2 separate regions of the Sus scrofa genome follow, and region 2 is linked to region 1. A link is a contact called in public Hi-C data. All regions are on one chromosome and are shown on one strand. Each heading gives the region's core, a stretch centred on a gene start, on an enhancer-like site or on the middle of the called end of the contact. The rest is flanking DNA. Distances are from core to core; before and after follow the strand shown. Region 1 overlaps PITPNA (phosphatidylinositol transfer protein alpha isoform). Region 2 holds the start of SLC43A2 (large neutral amino acids transporter small subunit 4).

Evidence for each region. Hi-C and Micro-C count contacts between places; a contact is called where the count stands out from the background.
Region 2: a contact with region 1 is called in a Hi-C map of skeletal muscle, with 5 times the contacts expected there. The contact joins the promoter of SLC43A2 here to the enhancer-like site in region 1. A contact is called at or near these places in 2 of 47 Hi-C or Micro-C datasets (embryonic fibroblasts and skeletal muscle) and 2 of 2 datasets of contacts at active chromatin or transcription factors (alveolar macrophages and skeletal muscle).

What each region holds. Positions count from the first base shown.
Region 1 is chr12:47,754,634-47,757,976 of Sscrofa11.1, forward strand. PITPNA (phosphatidylinositol transfer protein alpha isoform) reads right to left here. Exons shown (of 13, transcript XR_001304419.2): 10 at 1,830-1,952; 11 at 1,560-1,710. Among named protein-coding and RNA genes, the nearest start is that of INPP5K, 18 kb to the left of the region's middle. Within about 2 kb of position 1,273, at least 29 of the 83 cell types and tissues checked have an H3K27ac peak or open chromatin away from gene starts, as enhancers often do. A contact at or near this core is called in embryonic fibroblasts and skeletal muscle, where this site is marked.
Region 2 is chr12:47,837,867-47,841,248 of Sscrofa11.1, forward strand. SLC43A2 (large neutral amino acids transporter small subunit 4) reads right to left here and starts at 1,261. Exons shown (of 15, transcript XM_013990000.2): 1 at 1,123-1,261; 2 at 12-233. The coding sequence starts at 171.

The DNA of each region.
Region 1 (3,343 bases), core at 23-2,522:
TCTGAGGGGGTAGATTCGGTGGACCCTCTGAAAGCCCTCCCAGCACCAAGAACCTGAATTTGACCCAAGCGTGAAAGGCTATCAGCAAACACTTCCACCAACCCTGGCATCCTCTCGGCTGGCCTGTCAGGCGGCGAGCACGAGACTGAAGCTACAGGCTAAACCCCAAAGGCTCTGTGCTCTTCCGTTCGGTAACTTTTCTTTTTGTCAGGACTTGAGTGACCAAAAGACTCAGGCCTCTCTCTGACGATGGTTAGAAGCACCGGCGCCCTGGACATTAAAACCTACCACTTCCTGAAGACCCTCAGCAGAAGGATCTGGAGTTGTGTCCCAAACTCTGCCACTTCCCTGCCAAATGGAGCTGAAGGAATAACTAAAACGTCTGCCTTCAACAGGGTCGCAGCAAACCACTGAACCAGCGGGTCGGCCCAGGAGGTGTCATCCTGGAGGCTAAAGCCAATTCCCCACGGGGCGCCCGAGGAAGGGAGAGCTGACCAGCCCAGCCCTGCAGGAGTGGAGACAGTCATTGGCAGCGTGGCCCCGGGCCTGCATACCACCTGAGGCCCTGCTAGTTGGAGAGCCGGGCAAGGCCGTGCAAAGCAATGCCTGCCAGACCCCCAGGTTCGGTGCCCGCCCTCCCAGGGCCAGGAGGAGGAAACGGATGGCAGGTCCTACGAGACAGAGCATCCTGCCTTATCTTTAGCCCCTCAGGGCAGGAGGGAGCCCCAGATGGCATGGAGAGGAAGAGGAGGCTGTGACCGAGAGCCATGGCTCGTCCCCCGACTGTATCACCTGTAGGCTGTGGGACCCTGGGCACGGCCTTGAACTCATAGCCTCTCCCACCTCATCTGAGTGTGAGGGCGACAGCAGTACCTCCTCACAGGGGTTATGAGGCTCGCAGGAGATGCCGTCAGAATGTGCCTTAAAATCAGGAGGATGGGGCTGACACACGCACACGACCATACGGAGCACAGATGACCAAGGACCTACCAGCACAGGGAGGTCTACTCACTGTTCTGTAATAACCCACATATGGGAAAAAAAAATGCACACATGGTGTGTACAACGGATTCCCTCTGCTGTAAACCTGAAGTTAATACATGTACATCAGCTATCCTCCAATCAAAATTAAAAAAGAAGAAAAAGGTGCCTCGCACACAGCGGGGCTCGAGTGTTATTTACTGACAGTCTCCTCAGAGCGAGCCTTGCAGGGAAGCAGTCCCAAATTCCCCAAATGAGGCAAGAGCAGTGTTAGGTCTTCGGGCTCCCACGGAGCAGCAGACAGCTCTCCTTCTGGGATCCATGCCAAGGACAAAAAAAACACACACATTCGCACACACACAAAACCCAGCAAAGGCTCCAAACTCTAAAAATAGCTCCAGACAACCTTATAGCGTGGTGAGTTCTGTGCGCGCTGCTGCCGAACCCGGTGGGTCGTGCACGAGGAGGGATCCGTGGGTGGGCCCGGCCTGCCTCCTCCCAGGGTCACCTCCAGCGCTGCAGCCCGGTGCCACTCCCCCACCCGGCTCGGGAACGGCGGCAGCAGCTGCGTTACTCACTTGGCATTCAGCTCAGCCCGCCATATCTGCCTCTCTGGATATGCCAAGACCTCGACTAGACTGCAAGTTCAAGAGCACAGGCTGCTTTCTTCCTTGTGGTTCCCACATGGCCTGGCATTAGACCTTACCCACCGCAGAGGCGGACATGTTCCTAGAACCACAGGACGGTGCCCTCAGGGAGCTGCCGGGCACGGCAGCCTCCTCAGGTTCACACAGTCATCCAGCCGACAGCCCCAGTCCCCCCCGCCCCGCCCCCGGAAGCCCACGCACCTCGTCCAGCTGTCTCTTCGTCTCTTCTTCCATCCTTCGAATGTCGTCCATGGTCAGGTCAACCCACTTATCGAGCCAACAGAACAGCTGCCTGTGGAAGTTTGTAAACAGACGCCTCTCTTGCTATAAAAAGGAGGGACCCAAGTTAGGCCAGAAGGTGAAGGCCACGGCTGCAGCCTCCCCCCACAACCTCTGTGCCAAGACCAACACCCACACTTGACTGGGGCGGTGGGGGAGGGACACGGGCTGGCTGGTCTGGATGCGCCCTCCGGGCCTCAGGTCAGGAACCTCTGCCTCCCGAGCCTGTCACGTACCGTCTCAGGAAGAAGCCCCCAGGAGAGGGCGGCTGCCCACCTCCCAGCCAGGCCACGTGCCCAAAGTGCTACCAAGAGAGGCAGTCCGTGAGCCAAGGCCCCAAACCACTGTGCCAAGTTTCCTCGTCTCTGGAGCCTAAAGCCAGGTTAAAACCAGCCGGCAGGAGTTCCTGCTGTGGTGCAGTGGAAACACATCATCAGGTTGCAGATTTGATCCCTGGCCTCACTCCGTGGGTTAAGGATCGGGGGCATTACAGTGAGCTGTGGTTAGACCGGCAGCTGCAGCTCCAATTCGACCTTAGCCTGGGAACCTCCATATGCCATGGGTGCGGCCCTAAAAAGCAAGGAGGAAAAGAGTACTGGCCGGCAGCTAGGAGATGTCCAGTTTTACCAGACTCTCCCACATCAGAGATAAGGCTATAGAAACTCCCTTGGGTCCTTAGGGGCCAGTTTGGCAAGTTTCTCCGTTTTCCTGGGTCTCCCATGTATACACGTTATGACACTTTTGATAGTCTCTTGTTTAAAACAAAGAAAAGGAGGAGTTCCTATTGTGGCTCAGCAGGTTAAGAACCTGATGTTGTCTCTATGAGGATGCACGTTTGATCTCTGGCCTTGCTCAGTGGGTCAAGGATCTGGCATTGCCATGAGCAGTGGTATAGGTCGCAGAGACGCAGCTCAGATTCCTCGTTGCTGAGGCTGAGGCGTAGGCTGGCAGCTGTAGCTCCAATTGGACCCCTAGTCTGGGAACTCCCATATGCTACACTTGCAGTACTAAAAAGCAAAAAAACAAAAAACAAAAAACCCCAGGGAGTTCCCGTTGTGGCTCAGTGGTAACGCACCTGACCAGTACCCATGAGGATGCAGATTCAATCCCTGGCCCTGCTCAGCAGGTTAAGGATCTGACATTGCCATGAGCAGAGGTGTAGGTCACAGATGTAGCTCAAATCCTGCGTTGCTCTGGCTGTGGTGTGGGCTGCAGCTCCGACTGGACCCCTAGCCTGGGGACTTCTATAGGCTGCAGGTGTGGCCCTTAAGAGAAAAAAAAAAAAAAGACACTGAGGTTTTTTTTTTTTTTTGGTCTTTTGTCCTTTTAGGGCTGCACCCGCAGCACATGAAGATTCCCAAGGCCAGATCCAACGCCAGATCCAAGATCCAAGCCACGTGTGCGACCTACACCACAGCTCATGGCAAGGCCGGATC
Region 2 (3,382 bases), core at 11-2,510, 83 kb after region 1:
GCCCGTCTTACCTGGCTCAGAACACAGGTAGGAGTAAAAGCCCTCCGACTTGAGCATGATCAGCAGCGAACCCCAGCCCAGGAGGACTGCCGAGAAGAGGAGGTTTTCCAACACGGCGGTGCAGGCCATCCACCAGCGGCGCCGATGGGCTGTGGCCAGGGTGGGCGCCATGGCTCGGCGCGGCGGCCCGGCTGCGGCTCGGGCTCGGGCTCGGGCTCCGGCTCTGCAGGCACCTGCGCAGAGATTTAGCCGTCAGCGCTCGGCTCGGCCGACCAGAGGCTGCCAACCCGGGCCGCTGCCGCAGCGCGCGGAGCTTGTCACCCCTCTGCGCCCAGGAGGCAAGAGCGCGCAGCGAATGAAACCCCAGCCCTGTCCCCCTGGTGTCCTCTGGGCCACCCTCTCCGCCGCTGGCTTTTCCGCCGGCCCGCAGTTCCGGGAGACCTGCTCGGACCAAGCAGGGAGATTTCCTCCGCGGCTCAATCGGAGGGAAACTGAGGCATGGAAACTAGAAGGGACTAACGTCTGCTTAGGGACATGGAATTGGCCCTGGCTCCCATCAGGATTGACACAGGTTGGGGGCTGACAGGGGAGGCAGTTAGAGGTCCGAATACTTGGGAAAGGGCATACCTGCGGGCTGCCACTCCCTGGGACCCTCACCGGCGCCCGCCCGCACAGGAGACCCTTTCCCAGACCCTGCTCCCTTAACCACAAAATCCGCGCACACAGCTCCGAAACGGCCCGCCCACGGCCCGCTCATTGGCCTGTCGGCACAGGAACTGCATTGCCATTGGCTGTTGTCTAGGTCGCTAGGCGCTGCGGCCACGCGAACCCCGCATGGGAGAGGCGAAGCCGGTTCAAACCGGCGGCGCGAGCCACCCGCGCGACCCCTGGCCTGGGCCGTTTCCTTGGCAATTAGTTCGTTCTAAGGAAGTGGGATCCCATCTCTCCATCCCCCTGCTCCCGTCTCGATTCGTCATCTCTTTCCTGCTGGCTCCTCATCCATTCAGTGTCTCTCCTTTCATATGCACACGTCTTCTCCCTACCCCCTTACTCTTGAGCCTTCTACCCGCCAGCTACCTCGCCCGGAGCCCAGGTCCCCAGAATCCAGCTCACCCAGCTCACCCAGCTCCTACTGGTGTGTATCGGGCCCGGCCGGCGCCTTTTCTGCCCCCCTTTTATTCCAGCCCTTTTATTCTGACCCTAAGATGAAAACACTGCCGCGCGCTGATTGGCTGAGTGGGGCTGGAAACAGGCGTTAACCAATCAGCACCCACCCGCCCGCCCCGCCGCGAGCAGAAGCCGGTTCCGGCCGGACTAGGAGACAAACAAGAGAGCTGGGGGCGGGGGGGTGCCGGGGGGCAGCGTCGGCCCGAGTTTTTGCTCGGCTGCCTTAGAGAGTAGTCACCGCCCGTCCGGGAACCCCCAACGCCATTGCCTCATCGCCCCTCCAGAGGCTCACCCCGAAGCTCTGTCTCTCGATTGGGTCCCCTGCTCCGCGTTTCGGCGCCCCCGGACTTCCCCAGTTGCACGCTGGTCCCCCTCGCGCACTACTTTGGGCTCCAGCATTCAGCCTGGCTCCCGCGCTCTGCTCTGCTCTGGCCGGCTGCGTCGTCCCCAGTTTCCCCGCTGCCTTGGGCACCACGCGGATGCTCTGGCTCCACTTCGGTCCTTCCACTCTCGCCATCTCCACTGCCTCCTTCCCATGCACCGCTGCTTTCCTAGCTGCTTTGGGCTTTGTGTCCTGATTTTTTGCTTTCTTGCTGCCGGCAACTCCCATCTAGGTTCTGTCTGCACATCCCACATCCCCGGACATCTGTGCAAGCATGGAGTGACTCTCTCCTAATTCACCGACCCCCCTTATGGGTGCCATCTGCCCGATCCCTCAGGGATCCCCAAGTGGGAGTTGGGGGCTTGTCTGCCTCCTAAGTTACTATTTCCTCAGGTACCCCATCCAGACTCTGACCACTCCCCCCACCACCCCATTTTTCGTTCTCCTTGGTCCCCTCGGGGGCTCCCACCAGAACAGTCATCTTGGTGCTCCCTGCCCGAGTTGCCCACTCCATTCCCACTGCCCTGCGCCACCTCCATCCCCTTACGCCCTGTTCCCTGACATCTTCAGGTTAGGGCCCTTTCTGCAGGGTTTCGGGGTGGGCAATGCCAAGCTGCCAACACAAGTCAGGACTCTGGGAGAGCACGTAGGGTCGGGAGGGTTCCAGGTTCCCGGTCTGATCAGAGACCTGGACATGCCCGAGGAACAGCCAGGGCAAGAGAGGGGGAGCCTGGGCTCTGGAGGTTCAGCTGCATTTGGAGGTTCTCCCCCATTTCAGGCACTGGCCCGACCTCCGTGGGCCGTTGGTGTCCCCGATTCGGCTCTTAGATTCATATTTGGGTTCTCAGATTCGGGTCTTCTTGGCAAGCTCCGGGAGCCTGGCTTATCACACCAGGGCTGTGGCAGCCCCAGCAGCATCCTGCTTCACATCCCCGAGACCGAGGGCGCCCCCTGCTGCCCTGAACCTACCGCTGGCAACCTTGCTCAAAGCACACCTGGCATTGTGGGCTTGGGGGTTCCTGGTTAGTCAACTATCCTGTTACGACACCCTGAAGAGCTGCATCGCCTCAGAGGGTTGCAGCTGTCACTTGACAGACTTCAGTCTTCCCCTCCCTCCATCCTAGAGCCACCTGCTTGAGGGCTGTCTCCAGGCAGTTGTTCCATACACATTTCTATAACATTTCAAACACCTCTCTAAAATAGTTCACTTCCCCCCTCCGTGGCAAACTGTTCCTCCCATTCTTTTACAGATAATGGCACCACTACCCTCTGAACTTGGATACCGTGAACCATCCCGTCAGCATCCCGGTACCTGCTGTTATTCTCCCTCTCCTTCCCCCCACAATCCCTGTCTCCTAAGTGGTTCTCTAATTTGCCCATGTCTGTCCCTAGCACTGCATCTGCTGTTCCTCCAGCCTCCAATCTCAGCCACTCAAATCCATCTCTCCACCCCACTCCATCTCAGTGAATGATGGGAAATGCAAAGCTAACCTTGGTAAATCAGCCCTCTGCTAAAATCCTTCAGAAACTTTTTTTCCCCCCCAGGGCTGCACCGCAGCATATGCAAGTTCCCAGGCCAGGGGTCCAAATGGAGCTATATCAGCCGGCCTACACCACAGCCACGCCAGATCCAAGCCACATCTGCAACCTACACCACAGCTCACAGCAATGCTGGATCCTTAACCCACTGAGCGAGGCCAGGGAGCGAACCTGTGTCCTCATGGATGCTAGTGTGATTCATTGCCACTGAGCCACAATGGGAACTCCCCAGAAGCTCTTTACCATTTATCCTGCTGGATAAAGTTCAAGTTCTCCAACCTGACCCACACAGGC